3 separate regions of the Mus musculus genome follow, and all the other regions are linked to region 1. The links are chromatin contacts, called in public HiChIP or PLAC-seq maps. All regions are on one chromosome and are shown on one strand. The core of a region is the stretch at or near the end of the contact, and the rest is flanking DNA. Distances in the headings are between cores, read along the strand shown. Region 1 has its middle 23 kb from the start of Kcng3. Region 2 holds the start of Haao (3-hydroxyanthranilate 3,4-dioxygenase). Region 3 overlaps Mta3 (metastasis associated 3).

Evidence for each region. HiChIP or PLAC-seq counts read pairs in DNA pulled down with a chosen protein or histone mark.
Region 2: a contact with region 1 is called in a CTCF HiChIP or PLAC-seq map of CD8 T cells, with 7 read pairs. The contact joins the promoter of Haao here to the enhancer-like site in region 1. A contact is called at or near these places in 16 of 39 promoter capture datasets (the 3T3-L1 cell line, the C10 cell line, the HPC-7 cell line and 10 more), 4 of 15 datasets of contacts at CTCF or cohesin (CD8 T cells, embryonic stem cells, large pre-B cells and 1 more), 58 of 484 Hi-C or Micro-C datasets (the 63-12 cell line, the AML12 cell line, B cells and 38 more), 14 of 115 datasets of contacts at active chromatin or transcription factors (CD8 T cells, the HPC-7 cell line, acute myeloid leukemia and 6 more) and 3 of 9 other capture datasets (adipose tissue, liver and pancreatic islet).
Region 3: a contact with region 1 is called in an H3K27ac HiChIP or PLAC-seq map of embryonic stem cells, with 26 read pairs. The contact joins two enhancer-like sites. A contact is called at or near these places in 3 of 15 datasets of contacts at CTCF or cohesin (the G1E-ER4 cell line, large pre-B cells and pro-B cells), 24 of 484 Hi-C or Micro-C datasets (B cells, the Ba/F3 cell line, CD4 T cells and 13 more), 8 of 115 datasets of contacts at active chromatin or transcription factors (the HPC-7 cell line, effector CD8 T cells, embryonic stem cells and 2 more) and 2 of 9 other capture datasets (adipose tissue and liver).

Annotation. Positions count from the first base shown.
Region 1 is chr17:83,652,789-83,657,396 of GRCm38.p6, reverse strand. No RefSeq gene overlaps it. Among named protein-coding and RNA genes, the nearest start is that of Kcng3, 23 kb to the right of the region's middle. Within about 2 kb of position 2,621, at least 66 of the 459 cell types and tissues checked have an H3K27ac peak or open chromatin away from gene starts, as enhancers often do. A contact at or near this core is called in B cells, CD8 T cells, the CH12 cell line and 17 more, where this site is marked.
Region 2 is chr17:83,844,134-83,848,741 of GRCm38.p6, reverse strand. It overlaps Haao (3-hydroxyanthranilate 3,4-dioxygenase), which reads left to right and starts at 1,952. Exons shown (of 10, transcript NM_025325.2): 1 at 1,952-2,105. The coding sequence starts at 2,026.
Region 3 is chr17:83,805,872-83,810,479 of GRCm38.p6, reverse strand. The region is part of intron 16 of Mta3 (metastasis associated 3); the gene reads right to left. Among named protein-coding and RNA genes, the nearest start is that of Gm41637, 18 kb to the left of the region's middle. Within about 2 kb of position 2,294, at least 76 of the 459 cell types and tissues checked have an H3K27ac peak or open chromatin away from gene starts, as enhancers often do. A contact at or near this core is called in B cells, the G1E-ER4 cell line, the HPC-7 cell line and 3 more, where this site is marked.

The DNA of each region.
Region 1 (4,608 bases), core at 1,372-3,871:
AGTTTTGGGATGACAGATAGGTATCACTGTCTCTGGCTGAGACACCAGCTTCTATTCCATTGTTTCTGTTTGTTGAGATAGGATTTCTGATGCTGTAGCCCAGGCTGGTCCCAGACTGGTGGCAAACCTTGTGCCTCAACCTCCCTACTGCTGGGATTATGTTTATAACCCAGCATATCTTGCTTTTTGTTTTTATTTTTTAAAGAAATTAAATTTATTTATTTTGTGTATGTGTTTATTTGTGTGTGTGTGTGAGAGAGAGAGAGAGAGAGAGAGAGACAGAGAGACAGAGTGGGAGAGAGAGTGGTGTGAGGGGTGGGGCAAGGGAGAGAACACTACAGTGCACATGTAGAAGTCTGAGAAAAACTTTCAAAAGTTGATTTTCGGTCTGGCGAGATGGCTTAGTGGGTAAGAGCACTGACTGCTCTTCGGAAGGTCCCTGAGTTCAAACCCCAGCAACCACATGGTGGCTCACAACCACCTGGAATGAGATCTGAAGCCCTCTTCTGGTATGTCTGAAGTCAGCTACAGTGTACTTATATATAATAATAAATTAATCTTAAAAAAAAAAAAGAGTTGATTTCCTCTTCAACCAGTGTGGGTTCCAGGACCTGGTTCAGGTCACAAGCCTTAGCAGTAAGCAACTTTTTGTTTTGTTTTTGTTTTTGTTTTTGTTTTTTTCGAGACAGGGTTTCTGTGTAGCCCTGGCTGTCCTGGAACTCACTCTGTAGACCAGGCTGGCATGGAACTCAGAAATCCACCTGCCTCTGCCTCCCGAGTGCTGGGATTGGAGGCATGTGCCATCACGCCCGGCCAGTATATCTTTATTTGTGTGTTTCTGTGTAAGTATATTCAAATGTGTGTGAATGCACACGACCTCGTGAAAAGACACTGATTCCCCGAAGCCTGGAGTTATAGGAGTTTGCTGGATGCCTGGCTCATTACTTGGGTGCCAGAATCTTAACTCTGGTCTTCATGACTTGGCAGCAAGTATCACCCATAGCTTCATAGTAAAGCCATCCTGGGCTAAAGACCATATCTCAAAAAACATTAATAACAGGCAGATATATTTTCTAACTATGCCCTTTTTACCCCTGTATCTACAAACCCAAAGCCCATGATGGCTGTAATACATATTATTAATATTTTATTTTTTAAAGATTCATTTATTTATTATATACAGTGTTCTGCATATATAGCTCTATGTCAGAAGAGGCGCCAGATCTCATTATAGATGATTGTGAGCTACCATGTGGTTGCTAGGATTTGAACTCAGGACCTCTGGAAGAGCAGTCAGTGCTCCTAATCACTGAGCCATCTCTGCAGCCCCAGTCCCTGGTGTTTTAACAAAGCCTGTGATTCTCAGAGGACTGATCAGAGCTATTCCCTGACAATGTAAAATTTCCAGTGGAGGTAGGTCAAGGCTCAGCAACAATCTGATCTGTCGCAGGAGCCGAGCAGAAGCCATTCCCTGGCAGGAAGGAACAGACATGCAGCCAGCAGGAGGCTGTAGAATGTCTGGTTCTATCTTAGCGTGGTGAAACATGACTTTGTGAGTTCAAGGTCAGTCTGGTCTACAGAGTGAGTTCTAGGACAGCCAGGGCTACACAGAGATATTAGAGAAAAAAAAAGCAGGAAGGAAGGAAGGAGGGAAAAGAAAAAAAGGAAGGAAGAAAGAGGAAAAGGAAGGAAGGAAGGGAGGGAGGGAGGAAGGAAGGAAGGAAGGAAGGAAGGAAAGAAGGAAGGGAGGGAGGGAGGGAGGGAGGGAAGGGAAAGTCTGTTTCTAGCACCACACTTGGTGGCCATTGCCAGCAATCAAGAGGCTAAATCAGAATAGTCAGGTATGCTGGAGAACTCCTGTAACCCAGCACTTAGACAAGAGGACCAGGAGCCCAAGATTATCCTTGGCCATATAGTGAGACCAGTCTGGCCTTTAGGAGGCCCTATTTCAACTTCACCTCCCCATAGCCCCCCCTCCCCCCAACTTTATCTCCTCCCCAAATCCCTGTTTCTCAAGACTGGAGAGGTGAGCAGGGACACTTCTTAGCATATGAGACCCTGGGTTTAATTCCCTGTGTTGAAAAAAAGAAAGCAAGCACAATGAAGCCGTGAGGTGTGTTGTTCTGAATTGGCCTGGCAATCCATTCATAAACAACTATGCCCAGAACAAACATCAGGGTGTTTCCATGTGGCACTCAGGGTCTGGGGCTAGGCCGGGCTTGATTTATTCTTTATTTTTGTGGTGCTAGGGAATTCAATCCAGGCCCTGTAGCTCTCTATGCTGAGTTTCAGAGCCATCTCTCTCGCTCCCTTTTTATGCCAGACAGGTTGTCACCATGACATCTGGATTGTTCTAGAACTCGCTCGGTAGTGCCGGCTGACCTCAAAACCACCGTGATTCTCCTGTGTCAGCCTCAAGGTCCTGCCGAGGTCACTGGTGTGAATACACCCAGCCGGTTCCAGATCTTTATCAAGGACTTTTACAAGGTTGATTTTCTTCTTTAGGTTGCTGGTATTTGCTGCCCCACCCCCACCCCCAAACAGGAAGTCGTCTAGCTCGGAGCACATCTCTTTTATTCTCACACAACACACAACCACCGGATGTCCCTCCACTAAGGAAATACTTCGTCACTCCTTGAGAGTGTCATGACCTTGTTTCCCACAAGGCATTGCGAGATTGCCAGAGCGCTTACATGGACCTTTCCTGTGGTGCTCAGACACTTTCCATCCTGGGATCTCCACCTATCCAAGTGGTGCCGTGTATCTGAGATCCTGGGTCCACCCCAACAGGCCTGTGAGATGCACCTCTCCAAGGGGGGAGACCCGCATGCTCTTCCAGATGGAGCTCAGGTTTAGGATAAGCTCAGAATCAGCGGCAAACAGTAACCCAGCTGCCTCCCAAACTGACATCTGAACACGAGAAGGTAACCAGGCAAGGCAGTTTACTTTAGCAAAAAGGCGCGCGACACCCCAAACATCCAATCAAGAACAGTAGCGAGGAAGCTCATTCAATTTTAGTTCTAAAGCGCTAAAGTCTGTCTCTATGTCTGTCTGCATGTGAGTACAGGTGAGTGTGTGGAGGCCAAAGGTCAATGTAAGTCACTTTACTCTACCTAACTCTTTATTGCATTTTCCCCCCCCTGGGACAGGGTTTCTCTGTGTAGCCCTGGCTGTCCTAGAACTCACTCTGTAGACCAGGCGGGCCTTGAACTTAGAAATCCACCTACCTCTGCCTCCCGAGGGCTGGGATTAAAGGCGTGCACCACCACGCTCTGCTCTTTATGGCATTTGTAAAAAAATAAATAAGTACACTGTAGCTGTCTTCAGACGCACCAGAAGAGGGCATCAGATCTCATTATGGGTGGTTGTGAGCCACCATGTGGTTGCTGGGATTCGAACTCAGGACCTTCAGAAGAGCGGTCAGTGCTCTTACTCGTTGTGCCCCTCTTTATTGCATTTTTAATTTATACTTTTAAAACATTCATTTTGTTTATCTTGTGCATGCAGCTTGTCCTGATTACTGTTATGGCTGTGAGAAGTCACCATGGCAACCACACTTTTTTTTTTTTTTTTTGAGATCCTGTGTCTCACTACATAGCTCACTATGTAATTCATTCACTCCTGAACTCACTATGTAGACCAGGCTAGCCTCAGAGCAATAAAGATCCACTTGCTTCTGCCTCCCAAGTACTGGAACTAAAGCTGTGTGCCACTGTGCCCAGCATTAAGGACAGAGTCTCTGTAACTGGCAGGTCTGGAACTCACCATACAGATCAGGCTGGTCTCAATTTGAATAGATCTACCTGCTTTTGCCTTGAATTTTTCATGATGTGTGTGTGCGTGCGTGCCACGTTTGCTGCCTGCGTGAAGGGGCCCACAGAGGCCAGAGAATGGCGTTGGATCCCTTGAAGCTGGAGTTACGCACAGCTGTGAGCTACCAGACATGGAAAATGTATAATACCCCAGTAATAAGTTTTACATTGATAATTTCCATCTCATTATTATAACTTTATATATTGATTAGATTAAATTGAAATGGTAGTATTTAATATATTTAATATTTAATATATGCTGGGGGAAAATCTGGGTGAAGGAGCGGAGGGAGAAATTCTCAGTGGAGCATATGCTAAGTCTGCAAAAAGTCTTGGGTTCAAACTCTACCACCGAAACCCAAAAACCCCAAACAAAGCACAACTCATCTCCCCAGTTTATTTTTGCTGTCTTCACGGTGGCTACTGAGAATGCTATCTCATTTACTCTCATTATTTTGGGAAAGATTTTTTTAAAAAGATTTATTTATTATTTATACATAAGTTCACTAGCTGTCTTCAGACACCCCAGAAGAGGGCATCAGATCTCATTACGGATGGTTGTGAGCCACCATGTGGTTGCTGGGATTTGAACACAGGACCTTCCCTAGAGCAGTCAGTGCTCTTAACTGCTGAGCCATCTCACCAGCCCGGGAAAGTTTAACTGACTTAAATTTTTTGAAGTTTCAAATTGTACATGTGGTATTGGATGTGGCAACGTAGGATATAGGTCCTGTAGTCTCCTATAGCAGAAAACAGAGAAGTGGAGGTCACGTCAGAGAGCCTTGTTATTATCTAG
Region 2 (4,608 bases), core at 703-3,202, 190 kb before region 1:
CTCTGTAGGAAGTGTCAGAACATCTGCTGGTTTGCAAGCAGCCCCTCCCCTTGGTGTGACTTCGATTGCCTTCTCCTTACCTTCTTAACTCCTCCCCCTTCCTCCCCATTTAACAGCACCTGAAACAAGCCTGACACATAGGTCATAGGTCCCTGCATTGCCTGGGTTTTGTTTACACCCATTTGACTACGGGGAGATGGGAAACATAAAGAAGGTTTGAGTTATTTAGGTACCAAACAATGTTCTGGAAGGAAATGCTTCAATAAATACTTAGCTGAAACATGCCAAGTGAATAATCAAAAAGATAAAGCTGTAGAAAGGGGCAAGGGTGGTGGAGAGGACACAAGAAGGCCCCTGCCAGGTGCGTGAGATGCTTGCTGAGAGCCTGTCCAAGTTTGGCTTACACCAGCAGAGCTTTTAATTCTGAGAAGAAGAGACTCTGTCAGGCTGCAGACAAGCGAGGGTGGCCATGAGAGCCACGAGGGAGCCACTAGGAATTCTTCTATTCTGTAGTCTGTATTCTGGGCTCAAAGGCCTGAGACCATTTCTTCTCCCTCGCACTGACTTCTGTAGTTCACTCCCTTTCAGTTCTCCCAAGAATTGTGAGTCCTGGAGGGTAGGTGGTCCTTGCCTTCCCCTCTTCCTCCTACGTTTCCTGCCCCAGGGCAACCTTGGCTGAGGAGCCTCTAGTCTGGCAGGCTCTGGGGTGGGTTTGAATGTGCTTGGCCTGGGGAGTGGCACTATTAGGAGGTGTGGCCTTGTTGGAGGAAGTGTGTCAGTGGGGTTGGGGAGGACTTTGAGGCCCTCCTCCTAACTGCCTAGAAGACAGACTGCTCCTGTCTTCTTTTAGAACAAGCTGTAGACCTCTCAGCTCCTTCTCCAGCACCATGCCTGCCTGGGATGCTGCCATGCTTCCCGCCATGATGATAATGGACTGAACCTCTGAACCTGTAAGCCAGCCCCAGTTAAACTTTGTCCTTTATAAGAGGTCTTGGTGTCTCTTCACAGCAATAAAACCCTAAATAAGACAGACACCTAGGACCATCTTCACCTGTAAAGGTCTTCACATGTGGGTGGCTTAAAACATGCAAGGGTGGGGATTGTAGGTTTATGGTGACATCCATCTGTAATCCTAGTACTGAGGTAGAAGGATAGAGTTTGAGGCTAGCCTGAGCTACATAGCAACCTGCCCAACATTCTGGGTCACAAAGTGATTTCTTGTCTCAAAAACAAAAACCAAATAATAAAATATAAACAAGACGTGTGAGGGGACAGGGACATTCTGAAGCTCCATGGCAGAGTTTGCCTAGCACACTAAAGACTCTGGTTCAATTCCCCATGGAGGGGTAAAGAGCTCACTCAGACCAGTGCTGGACACCTCATTCCTGCCCACTACTACTAGGCGCCAGGGCTGCCGAGCTGGACCAGGCCTCAGCTGCAAAGCAAGGTGAGGACAGGGTATCTCAGGTCTAGCCAATCACATCTGCAGGACTGGGCCAGACCTCCGTGCTCCGGAGGAGACTGGATGCAGCCTGTTCATTGCCTCCTGTGATGGCCTCTGTGTGCTCCTGTTGCCTTCAGTCCTCCTTGTGCTCAAAGTCTCCGATTTTCAAACCTTTATTCTCCCAACACAATGTTTCTTTAGAGGCAGGGCAGAAGAAGAAACCCGAAAAGCTGAAAGCCCAGCGTCCTGCATCTTACATGGGCCCAGTAGGTACCAGAGTCCAGCTTCGGTCCAGAGCAACTAGGTGTTGGGAGGATGCTGGCCATGTCCCAGGAGGCGGGTCTGTTCTTGGGCTTTGATCCCTGCTCCGGCGTGTGTGCAGGGGCAGGGCAAGTAGTCTCAGACTCTAGAGCTGCCCCCTCAGAGTGGCAGGGGATTGCTCAGCTCTTTGACCTCTGGTAACCTAATTAACTAGGTGGCCAACAGGAGACTGCGCAGATCGCAGGTCGCAGATCGCATCACTCCAACCTCCCGATTACCTGGCCACCACGTTGTGGGCAGAAGAGTCCTGCCTGCCGGCCATGGAACGCCGTGTGAGAGTGAAGTCTTGGGTAGAAGAGAATCGGGCCTCCTTTCAGCCTCCGGTTTGCAACAAGCTTATGTGAGTCGCCAGCACCCGGTGACTACAACCCACCCTCTTTCTTACTCCTCTTCCCTCAGCTGTCCCCTCCCCCTCTAACCTTGCGTTCCATCCACTTGGTGCTCTTCTGGGGAGGGTGAAAACGACCTGTTTCTTCTTTCACTACCTCAGTATGTTCCTCTTTCTGGAGACCACAGACTTGTGGCCATGACTTCTGAGACCAGCTTGTGTGTCTCTGAGGCTGTGAGAGATGAGGTGGCAGGGTGTGACATTCCTTCCTTCCGCAGCTGAAAGCACCTTTCCAACCCACTGCCCCCATGCACCTTGGGGAGAACCTGGTGTTCAATGCCCCGGACTAGAACTTAAGGCCTGGAGGCCTAGAACCAAGCACCTCAACCCTTGGCAAACCCCGAAGCTATGGAGTCAGATGAACAATTCTTTGGATGAGGGGGCTTGAATTCCCAATCTTCCTGCTTCTATTTCCCAAGTGCCACAACACCCTGTTTCTGAGGTGCTGAGGGAAGAAGTCAGTGAATGCTAGGCTCCCACTTTTCCAAACGGAGCTGCATCCCTAGTCCTGGGGATTCTTAATTCAGGGCTCAAGGCCAGGACACAAACACCAGACCCACCCAAGTCTCCTCTAACTACAGCACAGACTGCCTCCTTCCCCTCCCCCTCCCCTCCCTCAGTTCCACAGCAGAGCTTCTTGCACCACCTCCACAGACCCGAACTCCCCGTGTCTGTGTGGCTATAAGTTATTTCCAGTGGGCAGTGTCCCAACCCAAATGGCTCCAGACATTTCCACCCCAATGGGAAGACTAGCCAAGTATATCACATCGTCTCCTTGACTTCTCACATAGCCCCCCATGAGTTGGGATTTAATAAGTAACTTTCCCAATGTCACAGAACTAGAGGGGGACAGAGTCCATGAGCAAGCCCAGGAAGAGTTTGACTACAAAGTCCACGCATGCTCTTGGTCACTGCGCAATACCCCCGTAGCTAACCAGGACAGCCCCCCCCCCCCCCCGAGCCTCCTCTCTTCTGCCACTGCTGCTTTCCTGTTTGGAGCTTTACCATTTTTGTCTCTCTTCTCCACGTCTTCCCTGTCTGCTGTCTCTCATTTTCACTCCTCCCAGCCTTCCTCCCTCCAAGCCCGTGGGCATTTCTCTGATTCAGTCCACATCAGCCTGGTTAGAAGCAACTGCCTGCCCAGCCTCCAGGCCTGCTTACCCCCACGCCCACCCCACCCCCAGCAGACTAGCCTCTAGAACTTCTCGAGTTCGCCATCATGATCCTAGGGCCTCCCTTTATTCAGTCAGTCGGTATTTGCTGTGCACCACGATGCTCCGACACTGGGCTTACGGCAGGAGGCAAACTGAAAAAAAATGCCTTCCCTGTAGAATTGTTGAGAGGGGACGCCAATCAGTATGAAGTAGCCCATGTCCCTGAGAGGACAGTTTTCATGGCGAGTCTGTGCCATGCCTGGCCCTAGCTTCTCTGGTACTTTGCTGGTATCAGTGGTGTTCCTTGGTTTCAATGCATGAACCCAGTGTCCACTTTCGTCCTCACAGATGCTCTCCCGCTCTGAGTCTCCGCATCCAAAGTCCCACTCTTAAAACCTCACATACTCTGCATTGAGCAAAACATAAAACAGCAGGGACTATCTACCCTTCCTTGTCAGGACTCCTGTTTCCTCAAGGCATCCTCTCTCAGGTTCACACCCACTCTCATACGCTATAGCTGTGTGAGCACAGGAGGTACAGGGTCTGGCTTGTGCATTGTGGCTGGAGGTCATACGTGGGTATAGTTTTCAAATGGGCTTACTCAAGAACTTTCTGAATGTGTTCTAAGTATATCTCAGTCAAGTCTATTAATAAAAAACCAAAAAAAAAAAAAAAGAAAAAGAAAAAAAATGGCTGGAGGGATGGACCAATGGGCAGGGCACTTGCCATCACAGACCTGAAGACCTGAACTGACTCTTAAAAGTTGTCCTCTGACCTCCACATTTACTGCTTATAAGAGCCTCACTGAAAGAAGCCAGGGCAGGAACCTGGAGGCAGGAGCCATGGAGAAGTGTTGCTTGCTGGCTTGCTCTCCATGGCTTGCGCAGTCTACTTTCTTACAGAACCAAGGACCACCAGCCTAGGGATGGCACCATCCACAATGAGCCAGGTCCTTCCCCATCAATCAATAAAACCATCAGTCTGGCTCATAGGCCAATCTGGTGGGGGCATTCTCTTAATTTCCCAAATAACATAAAAGTATCTAACATATAAATACATTTTTAAAAACCCTTGCCAGGCATGGTGGCACATGCCTTTAATCCCAGTACTCAGGAGGCAGAGGCAGGCAGATTTCTGAGTTCTAGGCCAGCCTGGTCTACAAAGCAAGTTCTAGGACAGCCAGGGCTATACAGAGAAACCCTGTCTCGAAAAAAAAAAAACAAAAACCAAAAAACAATAACAACAACAACAACAATCCCTTATGGTAGGTCTGGAGAAGACTCGGTGGTTAAGATCACAGA
Region 3 (4,608 bases), core at 1,045-3,544, 150 kb before region 1:
AAGTGAGTTCTGTAGATGAGATGCAGGCCCTTGTGCTGGCAGGACTGGCCCTTTTTCCAACTGAGCTATAGGTCCACACTGCAGATAGAACCTTAACACTTACTGAGCACCCACTATGAGTCAGAGGCAGCAGACTTCATTTAAACACCTTCTACCTTCAAGTGACTCTTTGCATTTTCTCTTCTCTTTTTTTCCACTCTCCTGAAAGCCGGAAAGGAAACACTACAGGGGTGAGACACGGAAGGAGAGGCTTTGGGAGCCAGAGAATGGAGCCCACAGGTTTCTGTTAGACCTTCAGTCTGAGTAAGAAACAAACAAAATGAAATGAAACCAAAAGATTCCCGAATACCCACTGCATTTTCCTATGTATTTGCAAACAGACACTCGACTCTTATACCCAGGAAACATGAACATCACCCAAGAGCATGCCTCACTCAGCACAGCCCAGGGTCCTTGTTCACCTAGAGGACGACACAAGATTGGGAGTTCAAATCCCACCGCAGTTACCCATTAACGATGTGACTTTGGGTGAGTCACTAAACCTCTCTGGGCTGTTGATTTTTTTTTTCTCCACTACTGAAATGAAATGATGAAATGATATAAAAGTATAAATGATGTCATCGTGAGAGCAGCTCTGTAAGGCGGATGCCATCACCACTTTACAGATTGAAAGAGGAGAAAACAGGTGTGAAGAAGCCAAAGGCCTCACGGGAGCAGGAGGGAGAAGTCCGAGATTCATTGCAGCTCCTGCAAACACTTGGCTACCTGTCTCCACTGCCCATGGTACAAATGCCTCTATTCCCCTGCCCCGCCGCCCTTTCTTGCGCTCTCAGAGGCACAGAGAGCTTCCCTTAAAGGGCCTATCCCTGATAACTGGGCATTAACGTAGTGGAACCCCTGTAGCAGGTTCTCTGTCTGCCAGCAATGCAAATGACATCAAAGCACCTCTAAGTATGTCGGCAAATGGGTGGGTGACAGCACAGGGCCCGACACTAGGACGTACCACACTGAACATATCTGCGCGGTATGACTGTCAGATCAACCCTGCCTTTCCAGCTCCCTGCACCGAGGCTTCTGACACATGAGCCCGTCTGCACTGGCAGAGTCAGTTCTGTTGGGTGGAGTCAGTTCCGTTGGGTGGAGTCAGTTCCGTTGGGTGGGTGCTGTATGTGGTCCGACGCCTTAGGACTGGCTTAACCCACACTCAGTGCTTGTTCTCTGACCCTAGTCTGTACCAGGGCCAAGTAAAAGACAGAAACTTTCAGGAAAGCAGTATGAAATTGTCTGTCTATTTGGGGGTAGGGGAGGGTGTGTGTGTGTGTGTGTGTGTGACAAGGTGATCTAGAATGGAGCTCAGCTGTAGACTGCTTCCCCCAAAATAAATGTGTGTTGGTGCACAAGGCCCTAGGTTAGACCCCAGTACTGTAGACACTAGGCATGCTGGCACCTTTGCTACATCTGGCGTTTGAGGGAAGCTAGGATACATGGCATCTTGTCTCAAAAGAACGAAAAACCATTTTTTTTAAATGTCTGAAAAAAAATTCCTTCTTGCAAATATCAAGAGCTCCCACCACCGGGAACCGGAAGTCCACCTGTGCTTGCTGCCTGCCGCTGTGGTCAACAATGCTGGCTTATGTTTCTGCTGCTATGATGTTCCAACCTCACCTCGGGCCCAGAAATACAGAACCAAGGGACATACACTTGGAACTCCGTGGGATCGTAAGCTACACAGCGATTTCCTGCCTAAAAGTAAAAAAAGCACCTGAGAGGCAAGGACAGGAGGGGAGATGAGTGACAGAGAAGAGACAGGAAGCTGGGAGGCGGGACACTCACTGGAAGCAGGTTGTCTGCAGCCAAATTAGTTTCCCCTATCTTCACAGTCTTGTCCATCTGTTGGCTGTGGTAATTAAGTACCTGTGCTAATTGGTTTCAACATTGTATCACACGGGGTAAGGCTTTTCCCCGTGAATCTGTACCTGCTTTGGTATTTGATAATAGAACTAGGAGATGGAAACTTACTACACTAACCAGATATTATCCAGCACTGAGGTTAGTCAGGACCTGGATCCTGAGAGAATAAGAAACACGGTCACTGTTCCAAGGAAAGGGCCCACTAGGAATCTGTTTCTGTAGCAGTATGGCCTCAAGGCACCAAATTTATCCCTCTGATGGCTTCCTGACACTTGAGACCAAGTCTCTTAAAAAAAAAAAAATCCTTTGCCACGGCTCCCTCTTCTCCCAGAAGGGGGCGCTAGAGAGCTACAAGTATCCTTCTGTTCCAGTCAGCCACACCCTGTTAGCACAAGCAGCTTGTTCCAGTCCTAGCCATTCAGTGTAGCTCTAGCTGTCCTGGAACTAGCTTGGTAGACCAGGCTGGCCTCGAACTCAAGAGATCTGCCTGCCTCTGCCTCCCGAGTTCTGGACCATCACCGCCTGGTATATCCTCTGAAAGCTTCTAAATTGAGATACTTCCAGTTTCTGTGCCCTTTGAACTCAAGGACATTCGCCGTGTTAGTTGGTCTGCTCTACCGTCCAGCTGTTGTTCTATTGATGTCTTATAATAACTTAGCTGTTAAAACAGTTAATATAGCTTCTATTTCTACACTTGATCTTAGCCCAAAGGCCGAGGAGCCATTATAGTTCCTATTTCTAAATAGTACTCACATTGCTTTTAAAAAATATTTTCGGGCTGGAAAGATGGCTCCGCTGGGCTCACAACCAAAAATAAAGAGAAGCATGTTTAAAAGTTTTTATCTTATTTTTAATTATGTGTGAGGGGCTATGTGCACACGACTGCAGTGAAGGTGGAAGAGGAAGTGGGAGTTAAAGGCCCCTGTGAGCCACCAGGCACGTGTGCTGTGTCTTCTGCAGAGAGAGTATGATTCTAACTCCTGAGCGGTCTCGCCAGCCCCTTCTGCTTTAAGATAAGAGTCTGGGTACGTAACCTGGGCAGGTCTAAAGACTCCTCCCACCACTTCCTCCTGAGTGCTAGGGCTCGTGTGTGGACCACCACACTCTCTGCTTGCTGGAGCAGTTACTAGAGAGTGATTCTGAAACTCGTTGTCCTTGACTTAGAGTCCATCTGTGCCCATATTTGGTAAACTGGGGAATTACAATCCACTGCACTAGGTCTGTTTTCTTCAACACTTTCCTTTGTATAATTTATATTGTGCACCTAAGTGCCAGGCTCTGGGCACAGAGATACAATTGTGTGCCCTAACAAACCCATCCCAACCAGAGATCTTTTTGCGTGAACCGAATGGGAAGGCACAGGTTAGTTGGCTAGCACACGGCAAGGCATGTTGTCACCAGCCTCCTTTTTGAGCTGCGACAGCGGATCAAAGAGTTTTGAAGAAAAGACTGGGTATCTTTGGGAAACGAGGCAGGTGTCACCCGCGGCGAGCTGCTGACTTGGTCAGTATGGCGTCAGGAACTCATGCGTGCTGTGCCCCTGCGTCCTCTTCAGAGTGCAGAGGCAGTGACCTTGCAACAGCCTGCATTCATTCAGTGAGAAGCAGGGCAAGCTGCTCTGGAGGCGAAGCCCCAAGGAGAAGAGGGCCATGATGCTGGGCACCAGGTGCTGAAGAGATGACCTGACCGGAGCTGCCGTACAGGTCTGGACCTGGCTGCAGAGCGGCCGTGTGAGGTGCGAGGGAGACTTCCAGCACTGGTTACTGCAGAGACTGGTGAAGGGCTGGGGGTGTGGCACACTGGTGGACTGCTTGTCTGGTGCTGTGGCTTGAATGTGCAATGTCCCCATAAGTTCTGCATTCCACCACTTGGTCCACACACAGTGGCCCTGTCTGGGGAGCTGCAGAAGGTTTAGTAGGCGGAGGAAGCAGACCACTGGGGTCTTACACTCTGGCCCCATTTCCTGTTGACTGCATTTCGCAGATGCAATGTGACCAGATGCCACTCAGGCCTGCCCCGTGCCTTCCTCATCTCGCTGGACTATATTCCCTGGCTCTGTGAACAAAATAAAACCTCCCTTCTTTAAGTTCCTTTCTTTAAAAGTTGTTTTTTTTTGTGGGTATGAATATGTGGATGTATATGTTCAAGTAGGTACATGTATGTGCAGGTGTGTGAGAGCTTTAGGGATCTGTCTACACACACACACACACACACACACACACACACACACACACACACACACACACACCTCTGCTAAAGCTGCAGACACACGACACCTGGCTTTTAGGTGGGAGCTGGGATCCAACCCAGGCTCTTACACATGTGTGGTAGGTACTGTACTGACTGGGCCATCTCACCAGCCCTTAAGTTGCTTCTTGGTAGGTATTTCTGACACAGCAGTGAGGGAGGTGACAGACGCATGTAGCTAGCAGATATAGAACCCTGGGTTCGATCCCCCCCACACTACCTAAAATGGGCATGATGGCACACACCTGTACCCAGCCCCTGGGAGGGAGGGGCCGAAGAACAGACTCTCAAGATTAGTCTTTAACTCCATAGTAAGTTTAAGACCAGCCTATCTCAGAAAGGAGGAGGAGGAGGAGGAGGAAGAGAAAGACGAGGAGGAGGAGGGAGAGGAGAGAGCACAACCTACTTTCTGCTCTGCAGCAGGACTCAGGGAAGCAGAGGACATGCCTA